4 separate regions of the Mus musculus genome follow, and all the other regions are linked to region 3. A link is a contact called in public HiChIP or PLAC-seq and promoter capture Hi-C data. All regions are on one chromosome and are shown on one strand. Each heading gives the region's core, a stretch centred on a gene start, on an enhancer-like site or on the middle of the called end of the contact. The rest is flanking DNA. Distances are from core to core; before and after follow the strand shown.

What was found. Promoter capture Hi-C pulls out the DNA fragments that hold promoters and counts their contacts. HiChIP or PLAC-seq counts read pairs in DNA pulled down with a chosen protein or histone mark.
Region 1: a contact with region 3 is called in an H3K27ac HiChIP or PLAC-seq map of embryonic stem cells, with 11 times the contacts expected there. The contact joins the promoter of Egln2 here to the enhancer-like site in region 3. A contact is called at or near these places in 12 of 39 promoter capture datasets (the 3T3-L1 cell line, cranial neural crest, embryonic stem cells and 7 more), 1 of 484 Hi-C or Micro-C datasets (bone marrow-derived macrophages) and 4 of 115 datasets of contacts at active chromatin or transcription factors (astrocytes and embryonic stem cells).
Region 2: a contact with region 3 is called in a promoter capture Hi-C map of embryonic stem cells, with 9 times the contacts expected there. The contact joins the promoter of Cyp2f2 here to the enhancer-like site in region 3. A contact is called at or near these places in 16 of 39 promoter capture datasets (the 3T3-L1 cell line, 3T3-L1-derived adipocytes, the C10 cell line and 7 more), 11 of 484 Hi-C or Micro-C datasets (LSK cells, adipose-derived mesenchymal stem cells, cerebellum and 7 more) and 1 of 115 datasets of contacts at active chromatin or transcription factors (embryonic stem cells).
Region 4: a promoter capture Hi-C map of liver shows a contact between it and region 3, with 6 times the contacts expected there. The contact joins the promoter of Numbl here to the enhancer-like site in region 3. A contact is called at or near these places in 9 of 39 promoter capture datasets (the 3T3-L1 cell line, 3T3-L1-derived adipocytes, cranial neural crest and 5 more) and 1 of 115 datasets of contacts at active chromatin or transcription factors (extraembryonic endoderm stem cells).

Annotation. Positions count from the first base shown.
Region 1 is chr7:27,165,161-27,168,222 of GRCm38.p6, reverse strand. It overlaps Egln2 (egl-9 family hypoxia-inducible factor 2), which reads left to right and starts at 1,421. Exons shown (of 6, transcript NM_053208.4): 1 at 1,421-1,539; 2 at 2,495-3,062. The coding sequence starts at 2,725.
Region 2 is chr7:27,118,487-27,121,806 of GRCm38.p6, reverse strand. It overlaps Cyp2f2 (cytochrome P450, family 2, subfamily f, polypeptide 2), which reads right to left and starts at 1,852. Exons shown (of 10, transcript NM_007817.2): 1 at 1,792-1,852; 2 at 66-256. The coding sequence starts at 236.
Region 3 is chr7:25,858,145-25,861,505 of GRCm38.p6, reverse strand. No RefSeq gene overlaps it. Among named protein-coding and RNA genes, the nearest start is that of Gm46015, 22 kb to the right of the region's middle. Within about 2 kb of position 1,420, at least 21 of the 459 cell types and tissues checked have an H3K27ac peak or open chromatin away from gene starts, as enhancers often do. A contact at or near this core is called in embryonic stem cells and second pharyngeal arch cranial neural crest, where this site is marked.
Region 4 is chr7:27,257,231-27,260,415 of GRCm38.p6, reverse strand. It overlaps Numbl (numb-like), which reads right to left and starts at 1,655. Exons shown (of 10, transcript NM_010950.2): 1 at 1,455-1,655. The coding sequence starts at 1,478. Coq8b (coenzyme Q8B) reads right to left here. Exons shown (of 15, transcript NM_133770.2): 15 at 2,467-3,185. The coding sequence ends at 2,891.

The sequences.
Region 1 (3,062 bases), core at 172-2,671, 1.3 Mb before region 3:
CAGCCCCCCTTTTTGACACAGGGCCTTGTTATAGCCTAGACTAACCTGGAATTTGAGGTCTCCCTGCCTCAGCCTCCCATGAGCTGGGATTACAATGTACCCATCCCAGGTTGTGTACATGCTTCATGGTAGTGGCAGTACACGATCCATCAAAGGTGGTGTGTGCAGCGATGACATCCCTGTGTGTGACATGTATGGGGCAGTATGACACTGTGGCATGTGAGTAGTCTCTGGCCTGGTGACTGTGTTGGTGAGGCTGCTGTTGTGTGCAACATCAAGACCGAGGACTTGGGAATCTAAGGGGGGGTCTTGAGTCTGTGCCTGGTTTGACTTAGTGTACACCACCTCATGTCTGCAAACTAGGACGGTGGCTCACTGTGTTCCTAAAAACACGTGCTCCTGAGGTTTGTGTGTGCACTGATGGAGATTTGTTTCTTTGTGTGTGTCTGTGTGCCTGCGAACACGAACATTCTTCGCCATGTGCCACTGTGGTTCTTGTGCAACCCGGACTCCTGGTCATACTTAATGTACCCTGATGTCTTTATAGCCATAGCCTTCTGGAGACAGGTGCAGCCCCCCTCAGGACAGCTTCAGCTGCTCTCACAAAATGTCAGCAAGTATCCAAGCCCACTTATTGCCCATTTGTTAGGCCCTGGAGTTGGTGGAAAGGGTCGGGCATTCAAATAACCCTATCCACACAGCCCTCCCCGGAATGGTGGTATAAATATTAAGAGTAGCTTAGTGGTAGAGCGCTTGCATCGCACATGTGAAGCTCTGGATTCAGTCTCCAGCACTACAGAAACAAAAAATCCGCTTGGGCTACAGAGGAGCTGGGTTTTGCAAATGTCTTCTTTGTGAGTCTGTCCCAGGTTGCTTTAATCTGACTCCCACAGTTGCCCTGAGGGAGCAGCGAGGAGCGGGTCATGCAAATAGTACACATTTGCTCATTTGTTCTACCCGGTTTCGCTTCTCTAAGGACGTCCCGTACTCACCGTTATTTTTTTTTAAGTGCTTATGTAAATTACTGACGTAGGAATTTACATACACTTTCCAACTAACTGCGCAGTCATTTCTCAATATACTCTTGGGCTGTGTGCAGGAGCGGCCCATGTAAATGAGACATTTGCATAGCAAATGCCAAGAACCCAGCTGACAAGTTCACTGACACTTTTGGCTCCGAGGGGTGGGCCTTTCTGTGTGAAACTGCTCTTTTGTACCCCTCTCCAAGGGGCCGTCTTGAGAACTCACAGAACGCCTTTTACTGAACCTGCGTGTCTGCTTTCGCGTGGAAGGGGAGGAGCACATAATGCAAATAAGCCTCGCGTCCCGGACCAGCTCACTTCTTGGGCAGTGCGTTCTAAGCCTCCTGTCAACGTGCGGTTCGCGCACGCGCAGTCTCCTCGGCCGGGCCGCTGTCACGTGCCCAGCGGGCGAGGCGGGGGCGGGGCGTCGCGGGCGGTGGGGGGCGGGGTATGGCGCGCTGCGAAGCGCAGGGCGGCTGGCACAAACGGCGGCGCCGAGGCCGGAGGAAAAAGCTCGGTGAGGAGGTCGCGCGAAGGGAAAGACCCGGGGAGGAGAAGGAGTCTGAGGCCCGGTGGCCGGGCGCGGGCGACGGGGCTGGAGGCGGGAGCGCGCGCGGGCGGCAGCGACCCCACGCTAGGGCGTTGGGGGTGGGGAAGGAAGCGCGCGCCCGGCGCGGTGGGGCGGACCATTGGGGGCCACGGGAGCGCGCAATAACCACCAAGGGGAGGGGCCGGGCCGAGGCGGCCCCGCCTCAGTCACCCGGGGCGTCCCGCGGCCCCTGGGTCCTGGCGGAGGGGGTTGGGAGGAAGGCAGTCGGGTCGGACTCTGCTCTCGGGCTCCCTTCCGTCAGTCCGTCCGTCTGGCAGGACCTCCCTTCCGGCTGGGTGTGTGTCGGGCCCCAGTAGGCTTCCTCCCGTAGGGCACAGGTCGACCCCACCGGCCCTCCCGCTCCCCTGCCGTCTTGTTTTTCTCCCTGTTCTCTTTGTCCCTGGACTCCCGGTTTTCCCCGCCTGCCCTGGCTCGTAATCTTCCACCCAGGCGATTAGGTTCCCGCGAATGTTGCGCGGTGGCATTGCCCGTTGGTTCCCCACAACCCTGACTTTACCCTAGATTCCACACTCCCGTTTTCTGTGTCTCCTCCCTCCTCATCTCTCTGAGTCTCTATAGAAACCTCAGGCAGGTACCTTGTATTTTCCACTTGCATCGTCGCTTTTCGTCCACAGATATCTGTCTCCCTATCACCTTCCTCTCTGGGCCGTCATGCAACGTTCTCTGCACTTTCTCTCTATTACTCTTTATGCCAGACATTCCCTCTCAAATTCCCAAGTTATATGCCCCATGTTGTCTCCCTGTGTGCGTGTGTGTTTGTTGTGGCCCAGTCTGTCATCTACTTCCTGCTGGTACCATCCCCACCCCTTCCCACCTGCTCGTCTCTTGACTTCTTTTAAGTTCTTCCTTTTCTCTTTTCCAGCCACCCCCATCAGTCCCTTCTCAAGCTCCTAGAGACAACTGTGGACTTGGGGACCAGCGAGCACCCCCAGAGCACTAGAGGAGCCCCTGCTGCCTGCCCTGCCTCACCCTGCCCCACACGAGGCCCAGCGGCCCCGGGCTGCATCAAGTGGAGGAGGAGGAGGCGGAGGAGGGTGGCACCATGGGCCCGGGCCGTGCCCTCCATGCCCGGGGGATGAAGACACTGCTGCCATGGACAGCCCGTGCCAGCCGCAGGCCCTGAATCAAGCTCTCCCTCAGTTGCCAGGGTCTGTGTCAGAGTCCTTGGAGTCTAGCCGAGCCAGAATGGGGGTGGAGAGTTACCTGCCCTGCCCTCTGCTCCCGGCCTATCACCGTCCAGGAGCATCTGGGGAGGCCTCGGCTGGCAATGGGACCCCCAGAACCACAGCCACTGCTACTACGACCACTGCCAGTCCCCTGCGGGAGGGCTTTGGTGGGCAGGATGGTGGTGAGCTTTGGCCACTGCAGAGTGAAGGTGCTGCTGCGTTGGTCACCAAGGAGTGCCAGCGACTGGCGGCCCAGGGTGCCCG
Region 2 (3,320 bases), core at 603-3,102, 1.3 Mb before region 3:
GGCTTAGTGGCCGTGGCAACCCTTCCTGGCTCCATTGCCCTTTGCCCTTGCCAAGTCTCCTGCACCTTGGTGAGGGAGGTCAGCAAGTCTTGGGAGCGAAGCTGCAGCAGGTTTCCCAGGATTGGGAGAGGTTTGGGTCCTGGAGGCAGCTGGCCCTTGCCCCGTGAGCTGAAGGTCAGGGACAGAGAGATGACAGCCAGGAGGAGAAGCAAGATGGCTGTGCTCACACCATCCATAGTGAAGGCAGCTGCAGCGCCTGGAGGGACAAAGAGGGAGAAGTCAAGTGTGGGGTCCCCCTACTTAGTTCTTCTGGAACTTTCCTCCTTTGAACCCAGGCAATGGGACTGTGGAGGGAAGGGGAGGTGGAGTGATGTCAGAGTGTTAAGAGGGAGAGGGGGAAGAAGGAAAAGGGGAGAAGGAAGAGTGTGTGTGAACACAGACTAATTGTCAAAACATAAACGTGCGAAAGGAATGCAGAGATAGGCAGAGACAGACAGCTACAGAAACCCAAAGCAACAGTCACAACATAGGAAACAGTGGAATCTATGTCTTTTCTGTTTACGTAGCTGTATTATCTATCAGCTAACAATATATTGTCCATTAACCATCTATCTACTGATAGTCTATCATCTATCAATAATCCATCTAACATCTATCTATCTATCAATCATTTTTCATTTATCTCTCATCTGTCTATCTTAAACCATCTACCAAAACACTGGTTCTCACAAAAAGAAATAACAAAATATAGAGAGACACGCAGAGATGGGTACAGACAGAGAAAATCACAGGGAGAGGGGAGAGGGGACAGGGGAGAGGGGAGAGGGGAGAGGGGAGAGGGGAGAGGGGAGAGGAGAGAGGGGAGAGGGGAGAGGGGAGAGGGGAGAGGGGAGAGGAGAGAGAGAGAGAGAGAGAGAGAGAGGGGGAGAGAGAGAGAGAGATGACTTCAGAGAAAGAGAAAGAAGAGAGATGGCGTTGAAGAGACGGATGCACACACACTTTTTTCCCTGGTCTATTAAGACAGGGTCTCACGTGGCAGGCCATGCTGGCTTCAGATTAATCCCAGCTGCAGCCTCTTGAGTGCCAGGATTATAGGTATTCACTGCACCTAGCTCAGAGATGCACACCAAGAAACAGAGTCAGACCAGCCACAATGTTGCACACCTGCAACCCAGCATGGGGGAGGCAGAGGCAGGAAGATATTAAAGGTTTGAGGTTAGCCTTTCTACATAGTGGGTTTCTAGCCAGTCCAGGGCCATGCACACAATCTTGTCGCAGGAAGCAAAACAACAAAACAAAACAAAATAAAACAAAACAAAAAACCCCTTCAAATAAAACAACAATAAAATCCCAAACAAATGAGCTCAAAGCCAAACAAACAACAACAAAGATGCCAAACAAACAACAACAAAGACGCCAAACCAGAAAACTATGAAACCATCCAGTGATAGACACTGCAAAATAAAGGATCTTAAAAGACATGTATTAAAATGACACCCATGATATTGCTGCTTGTCAAGTTAAAAAGAAGAAAATAAATAAGGAATAAAGGGTGTGGGGAAGTGGGGAGATGGATGGGAGACGGGAGAGAGAGAGAGAGAGAGAGAGAGAGAGAGAGAGAGAGAGAGAGAGAGAGAGAGAGAGAGAGAGAGAGAGAGAGATCCTTTTAAAAGGGCCTGGAGACTGGAGGACAAACGGCATGCATGGTCCACAAGCTGAGACAGACATACAAGTCCCAGAATTGATTTGCAGAGACAGAGACAGAGACCTCTCTTGGGAGCCACCCCTCACCTGTATCAGTATTCTGCAGCAATGTTCTGAAGTTCTTGTGTGTGCTGCAGTGTATGTGTGTATGTGGGGGCAGGGCATGCCCTTAAGTTGTCTCTCCATGCTCCTCCTCTGCCCTGCCTTCTTTCCTGGTTCTTCCAGTGATTTTAATCTCCTCCTACCATCCTAGCATACCTTGTCTATAGACCTTGGGCTCTTAGCCAGCTGGCATGGTGGGGTAAATGTGGCCACACCTCTAGAACCCTCTGTCACTTGACTGGGTCTTCCTGGCTTGAAGGCTGACCTTAAATCCCTTTTGTGTGGACAGTACTTGCTATCTGCCTTAGGACAGAGCAAAGGCTTTCCGACTCTGGACCCGGTTCTTGAGGAGAAGGTGGGGTTATGGGGTGTTGGCTAAAATAATTAACAGGCCAGGGAGGGAGTATTGTGATCTAGTACTGGATCCAGTCCTAGTTTGAGCTCTTCTGTTCTGTGTTTATGAGTTCAAGTCCAGTTTTGCTTCCCTAGCTAGGAGGCCTTGTGTAAGGCCCATTCCCTTTCCATTGAGTCCTCATTTCTGGGCATCTCTCTCAGTGGATTCTTCTTGCAGTCTTGCAGTTTGTCTCTGAAATTCTATATGACTCTCATTCTGTCTCTCTTAGTCTGGCAATAAAATATCCTGAGACACGTATTAAAACAACACACATATGATATTGCTGATTGTCAAGTTAAAAAAAAAAAAGAAGAAGAGAAAGAAGGAAATAGAGACTAAAAGGGAAGGAAAGGTGGATATGTTGTAGCCAAGGGTCTGGCAGACCCTTAGAAGTGTATCCATCTTTGCTGTCCTTCTGAAGGGTAGGAGATGAGGCACTTGGAGTCATCCTTTCTCTTTAAGATTATTTTAAAAATTTAATTATGTGTATGGATCTGGTATGTGCATGTGAGTGCAGTTGCCCACAGAAGTCAGAGTCAGATTCCCCGGATTTGGAATTGTAGGCTGTTGTGAGCAGTGCAGGAACCAAACTTGGAGTCTCCGTAAGAGTGGTGCAGGCTCTTAACCCCCGAACCATCTCTCTAGTCTGGTCTTGTGTGACCGTGAATGTCTTAGAACTTGCTATGTAGCTAAGGGTGACCTTGAACTCTGGAACTTTCAGCTTCACCCCTGGAATGATGGCACTATGGGCATGTGCATCCGCACCTGGTTTTGGTAACTGGCGAGGATGAAATGCAGGGCTTCATGCATGGTAGACAGACCTCCCTGGCCCTCCCTTTCTTTCTCTCTGCGTTTCTCCCGTTCTTATCTCCCAGTAAGTTCTTGTAGGTTGTATCTCTTCTATACTATTGGCTTCTATGGCTTATGCTTCTGTGACTGTGAGTACAGTGGGCTTAGGCTGAAGGACGGTTAAGGAGAAAGGCAGGGCCACAGAAAAGGGATCGCAGACTCAAATCACACTCTCCCTCACTGCCTCATATAAGGTTCTCCTTCTGTTTTCCTGAGTCACTGCCCCCATGTCTGTTCTTGGCTCTCATCTTGGAAACTGTTCCAAGTTTCT
Region 3 (3,361 bases), core at 171-2,670:
AGATGACCTCTTCTTGGTCCAGCTGCTTACCTTGAGAGTTAAGGAGGAACCCAAGAAGGGATGTGGACTAGTGACACACACCTCTGATCCTATCATTTAAAAGGCAGAGGCAAACAGATCCCTGTGAGTTCCAGACCATCTTGATCTGCATTTGGAATTCCAGGCTAGACAAGGCTCCATAATAAAACCCTATCTCAAAAAAAAAAAAAAAAAAAAAAAAAAATTAAGGAGAAGAAAAGAAGGAGCAAAAGCAAAGACCAGAGCCAGGCATGGTGGTACACATCTAGACCGGCTTGGTCTACATAAAAGTTTCAGAATACCCAGGGCTACATAGAAAGATCCTGTCTGAAAGAGAGAGAGAGAGAGAGAGAGAGAGAGAGAGAAGGGTGGGAGGGAGGGAGGGAGGGAGGGAGGGGGAGGGAGGGAGGGAGGGAGGGAGGGGGGAGGGAGGGAGGGAGGGAGGGAAGGAAGGAAGGAAGGAAGGAAGGAAGGAAGGAAGGAAGGAAGGAAGGAAGGAAGGAAGGAAGGAAGGAAGGAAGGAAGGAAGGAAGGACTATGTTGTATGGCTGGATAGAGATGAAAGAGGAAAAGCTTTGTTTTGTTTTGTTTTGTTTTGTTTTCACTTGACTTTTTTTTTTTTTTAACCAAAATGCTCATCAGGGAAATTATGGAAATTTAATCAAAAGAAGTTCCTAGAAAAATCTCTGAGGGCTAGAGAATTCCCCAGGGGCTGGGACATGGCTCAGTGGTAGAGCAGCTGCCTAGAATCTCCCAGTGAGAGGCTGGGGTGTGGCTCAGCGGTAGAGCCCCTGCCTATAATCTTCCAGTGAGGGGCTGTAGTGCAGCCCAGATTTAGACCACTTGCCTAGAATACATAAAGCCATAGGTTTCATCTCCATTACTGCACAAAAGACCACAAGACCACATGTTGTTGCTGTAACCAAGTAACTCTACTCACATCGTCCTGGTGGTGGCAGCAGAGGTGCTCTTTGCTACCCACCCCAATGTTCAGGGTTCCCGAATGAAAGACAGACAGACACACACACACACACACACACACACACACACACACACACACACACACACACACACACAGCTTTTTAATATGCCTTAAACAGCTCAATGTCTGGGTCACTTCCAAAACTTCACAGTTTCCCCTCCGATATCCCTGACTCATTAAAACCTATATTCCATCTTGGCTGCCCCGGACCTAGACCTGCAGCCCTCTCTGGCTGAGTTCTCCAGCACCTATAGGACAGCCATGCTCTCTGTCTCCTACCTCTCAGGTGTGGCCTCTACTCCTTTCCTGGCTTGGTATCCATCTCCCTTCCTGCTCCTTCCTCAGTTCCTTGCCCAAGAATCCCAAAGTCCCGCTTCTGTCTCCCTGGCAAGCCATTGGCTGCCGGCAACTCCATCCACCAATCAAAACCAAGTGGGGGCAGGGTCCCTCAGGGTCTTACATGCAGACTTGCAGTTTTGGGAGACCAAATCCACAACAACATGCCTTTGAATGCGCTGCCGAGGAGTTACCTATGGCCTTGAGGAATCAGGAATTTAAGTAAAGCAGCATCCTAGTCAGGTTTGGGCTTTGGAGAAAATCACTTCAGCTTGGAGAATGCATTCGAAAAGACAAGGCAGAGTATGGGTGGTACGGGAGTGGAATGAGGCTAGCAGAGCTCCTGAGTTCAAGCTAACTGTGGTAACAAGAGACCCCAAAGCTTCAAGGCTTAAAGAAACTGAAGCTTATTTCTTATTTAAATTTCATTTGGATGATCTGATGGGTCTCCCCTGGTTGTGACCACGGATATAAAATCACTTTGTCCCAGAAGTGATATATACCACTCCTTTTGCTGAGGATGAAATCACTCAGTCCATCAATATGCAAGAAAGAGGGTTTGAGAGGGCTGTGTAACTGGGCAGACATTGCCCCGTAACAGCTCTAAATTATAGAAGGCAGACTTCAAGGTTTTGTTCCTTAGCCTATTGACCATGCCAGGGTTCCTGGTCATAGATATTCAATATCCACTACTTACTAACTCAGCAAATACTTTCACTGTGCCTCTCGAATGCACAAAGTATGACCCTAGTACTTGGAACTTGGTCAAAACCTGATCAGAAAAAAAATCCCTGCCGTGGTGAGCTATGGACATCTGGGAAGAATATTGATAAACCCAGACGCTTGGTGTGGTGATGTACACCCGTCCTCCCAGGACCCTTGAGGTGGAAGCAGAAGGACCAGGAGTCGAAGGGCATCCTAGACTACATATCACATTAGAGGCCTGCATGAGATACATTGAGACGCTATCTCAAAAAATAATAATAATACATCCAAGGAAAAAGATAATTCAAAACCTGGTATTTTCCTTTCAGTTACAGAGAGCTGTGGGTTTATTATAGTGCTTTTATTTTTACCCACCCTTAAAAGGGGTGGATGTTGTGGTTTGGATGAGAATGGCCCTGTGATGGTTTGTATATGTTCAGAATTTGGTACCAGGGACGGGGTTGTTGCTGTGATTGGCCTGACCATGCTTTTGTTTAGAAGAATGTGGATCTGGGGATTTTGGATTTGGAAGGCAACGGAATACTTTAAATGGGGCTTGAAGGGTCATCCTAATAGGAATGTGGAAGACTTTGTCATTTGAACTGTTCAGACATGGTCCAAGAGGTTTCAGTGGAGAGGAATTTCAGTATGTGGCATAAAGACTGTTTTGTGGTATTTTGGTGAAGAATGTGGCTGCTTTTTGCATTTGTCTGAAGAGTCTACCTGAGGCTAAGGTGAAGAGATTTATATTAATTGCATTGACAAAGGAAGTCTCAAAAAAAGCCCAGCAGAGACTTTGTTCTCTAGTTAAGTCTCATGAAGAGCATTTTGAACAAGTATAGCAAGCTTAGAAAGTAGAAATATAAAATATATGGTTCAAGTATTAAAGAGGAATCGGGAAGTGAAATGGAGCTAAATCCTGTGTTCAATGATACTAAATTGAATTCAGGGAGTGGTGACCTTGGGGCAAGATCCCACGCAGCTAAATTAGGTTGTACATATTCATTCATGCATGTGGGTGTCGTCTCTCAGAAATTCAGAAAAAAAAATTTTTTGCATTTATTTGGCAAGGGAAGTCTGTACACCATAGGTGCATGTGCAGAGGTCCAAAGACAACTTCTAGGGGGTCAGTTCTCTCCCTGCACCATTTAAGTTCAGGGGATTGAACTTCTGTGCTCCAGCTTGGCAGCAAACACCTCTTCCACTGAGCCCTTTCACTGCCCTGCCACCGTGTTTGTGAGATAGGGTCTTTCATTGGTCTGAAGCTTCACTGTTAGGCTGGCAAGCAAGTCACAGAGATTGACTTGTCCTGCTCCCAGG
Region 4 (3,185 bases), core at 406-2,905, 1.4 Mb before region 3:
ACACAGACATGGCAAGGAACACACAACCACCGTCATATACACTGCCTTCCCAGAGGTCCAGCCCCACAGGCACGATGTGACTTCAAATACAATGGCAGTCGCACACCCAGAGTCGCAATGAACACAGTACAAAAATCAGACATAAGCACAACATTGTGTCACACATGGTCAGAGTCACAATTCTACTTACACACAGTTACAGCTCCACCCACATCTTCAGTCAGCCACACAGAAGTCCAACCTCAAACCCAACACAGATGTTGACACATACCAAGGTACATACACACAGGGTCTCACAAAAAGACATATGCATATCTATTTAAACACAGTCTAAAAAGTACAGGAGTCTGAACAGTGAACGGCTGCCATCACATCCACGGTCACACACACACACACACACACACACACACCAGACATCACCACATCCAACCACAAGCATGCAGGCAGACAACGCAGGATACCTCATCCTTGCCAGCTGTAATGCAAGCACACACACAGCTACAGTCACACAAACACCAGATCACACTTCTAGCCACATCCCCAACCCTTACACACACACACACACACACACACACACACACAACCACACAAAGCCGCTGGTCACCACAGAGGCTACAGACAGGTTTCCACCCGTCTCTGGGGAGCCGCCCCCAGCCCAGGCTGAATCCTGGAGCCTGGGGGGCAAGGGAAAGCTGAGCATTGTCTCCGGGTGGGGCCTCTCTTAGACGCTGAGCAGCCCTAGGGACAAAAGGGGTGGCCTAGGAGACCAATGTCTTGAGACCCCTGACTAAGCATGGGGTGGAGGTGGGGTAGGGGAATGCCTGAAATTCTCCTTATTTTATTCACGCTGGGGTGGAGTTTCAGACACAGAGACCTTGTTCTGAGAAGGGGATTTGCCTGGGACACCGCCCAAGGGCTTGGGGGGACAGGCTGGATCCAGGACCCCAGGGAGTAGACAGTACTTGGAAACCGCCCCCCCATCCCCCAGAGCCTTAGCCTTGGCAGCTCTATCCAGGGACTTCATCTTCAAGACATCGCCCAGGGGGCTGTTGTGCTCAAAGAAACCCTCTAGCAGGGAAGAGTACTGATTTTGTCTGGAATCGGCTCAGTTAAGGCCTCAGCTTGATAAAGGGGACCGTATCCGGACCCTGAACGCCAAACCTTGCCCAGGGAGTTTTACCTAGAATTTATGTAGCCCTGTCCATGATTTGGGGGGAATCTGTATTCCAGGATCCCTATTTTCAGGGCCTTCGCAGAGATGGCCTGTGCTGGACCAGACCCCAGTCTGGCAGGTTTGGGATTGCCAGGAACCTGTTCCCGGACCCCCACCCAGGACCACCCTTTCCAGCCTTGGCATCTTCTCTCCATCCGGGCGCTGCTGCCGCCTCCCACCCTTCGCCACATCAGCAGCGGCGCCGCCCCCGGCCCGAGCCCCCCGAGCCCGCCCTTCTCACGCTGGCCGCCGCGCTGCGGGACATCCAGGGCCCGGGCGCCCCCGCCTCCCGCGGCCCCGGTTGGGCCCGGCTTCCCGAGTGCTGCTGCTGCTGTGGTGGCGGCGGCTCGGTCTGACGCGGGCCCGGCCCGGGGCCGGCGGCTGGTGCGGGATGCAAGCGCGCGAGCCAGCTCGGCTCCCGGGAGGATTCCGTTCCGGGGGCGGGGGAGCATCCCTCCCTCGGCGCCCCGCCCCGACCCCGCCCATTGGCCCGCCGCCTGCTGTATATGCAAAAGATAACCCCGCCCTCCCGCAGACCACGCCCCCACATAAACACTACCGGGTCTCCTCCCAAGCAAAGGCCGGCCCGCCCCGCCCCTTGGTCTGGCCTTGCGGGAACCTGCACGCATCCCTAGAGGAGTGCCTCTCAGGTTGAGGCGCAGGTTCTATTTGCTTCCATAACCCCTGACCTCAGATCCCCTATGGTTCTGCTTCTGAAGAATTGCTTTGGGAGGCGCCTCGTCCTCAAATCTTGCTTAACCCCACGGTTCTCCCAGCCCGGCGGGGGCGGGCAGAAGCGGTGACGAGGCACTTTTTGCAGGCGAGGGGAGGGGAGAGGAGGGGAAGGAAAAGAAACAGACCCTGGAGTCCTGGAGGGAGATCACTCTGGCTTGCGAGAAGTGGGCATTGGGTTAGACCAGGTCCTAGTTCTGGACTCAGCTGCACCCCTACCCCTGTCCTGTAGGTTTGGCAGAGCAGCTGTTAGGGGCATTAGGGCCCATTAGCAAAGGCGAGGTTGTCAGGAACAGGAGGGAGCCTGAAGCTGGGGGGTGGGGGGGGGGGCGAGTATGTGATAGAAGGGTACTTCTCAGCTGCCACAGCCCTTGGAGCAGGTGGTCAGCACGTGGGGGGGGGGGCGGAGGAGGTTCCCTGCAACAGATGGCCCTAGACAAGGGGGTGGGGTGGGGGGTCTGGCCATCTGCACCTGGAGCTGCCTGTGAGCTCCTCCCCCTTAGCACAGAGAGAAAAGAACTGGGGGCAGGGAAAGGGTGCCTTTATTCGGAGGAAAGGATCAGCACCCACCCCCACCCTCCAATACACAGGCTGGAACCCGGGAAGAAGGCAGCTGGTAGAGGAGCAAGGGAGGCAAAGGTGAGGACCGCCCCCAACAGCCACCATCTCCCCTGCAGATCCTGGAAGACCTGGGGCCGAGGGGCGTCTCCTTCACATGAGAGTGGACCCAAGGCTCACTTAGATGGTGGCAGGATTCTGCTGGCTCCTAGCCTCAGAATTCAAGGTTGCTCACTTAGGATCAGGGAGCTAACTCCAGGGGCCCAAAGATCCAAGGCAAGAAACTAGGTTCTGGAGACCAAGAAAGAGGAGGAGGGGACTGCCTGCTGTGGAGCTGGTATCCCTGGATGGAATCTGTCATGGTGGGGTCGGCAGGGAGGTCCCTAGTCAGGAGGCTGCTGGCAGCGGCAGTGTCTGGCGACTGGCCCAGTAGCGGTGGTAGGTATCTTGGAAGAGGTCCCGGCAGGCGATGTGGGCGTGGAGACGGGCACAGGCTAAGAAAGCCCCAGCTAGCTTGCGGTGTAGAGCATAGGTCTCCTCAGGCGGTGGGCGCAGCCGGTGCCGAAGCAATACCGGGATGAGGCCCTGTATTCGGCGAGCAGTCTCTCCAGCCCCAAAGTCGTAGGGGCCTGAGGCAGCAAAGGGCTCCCCCAGGATCATCACTGCCTCGACGTGGGCGTCA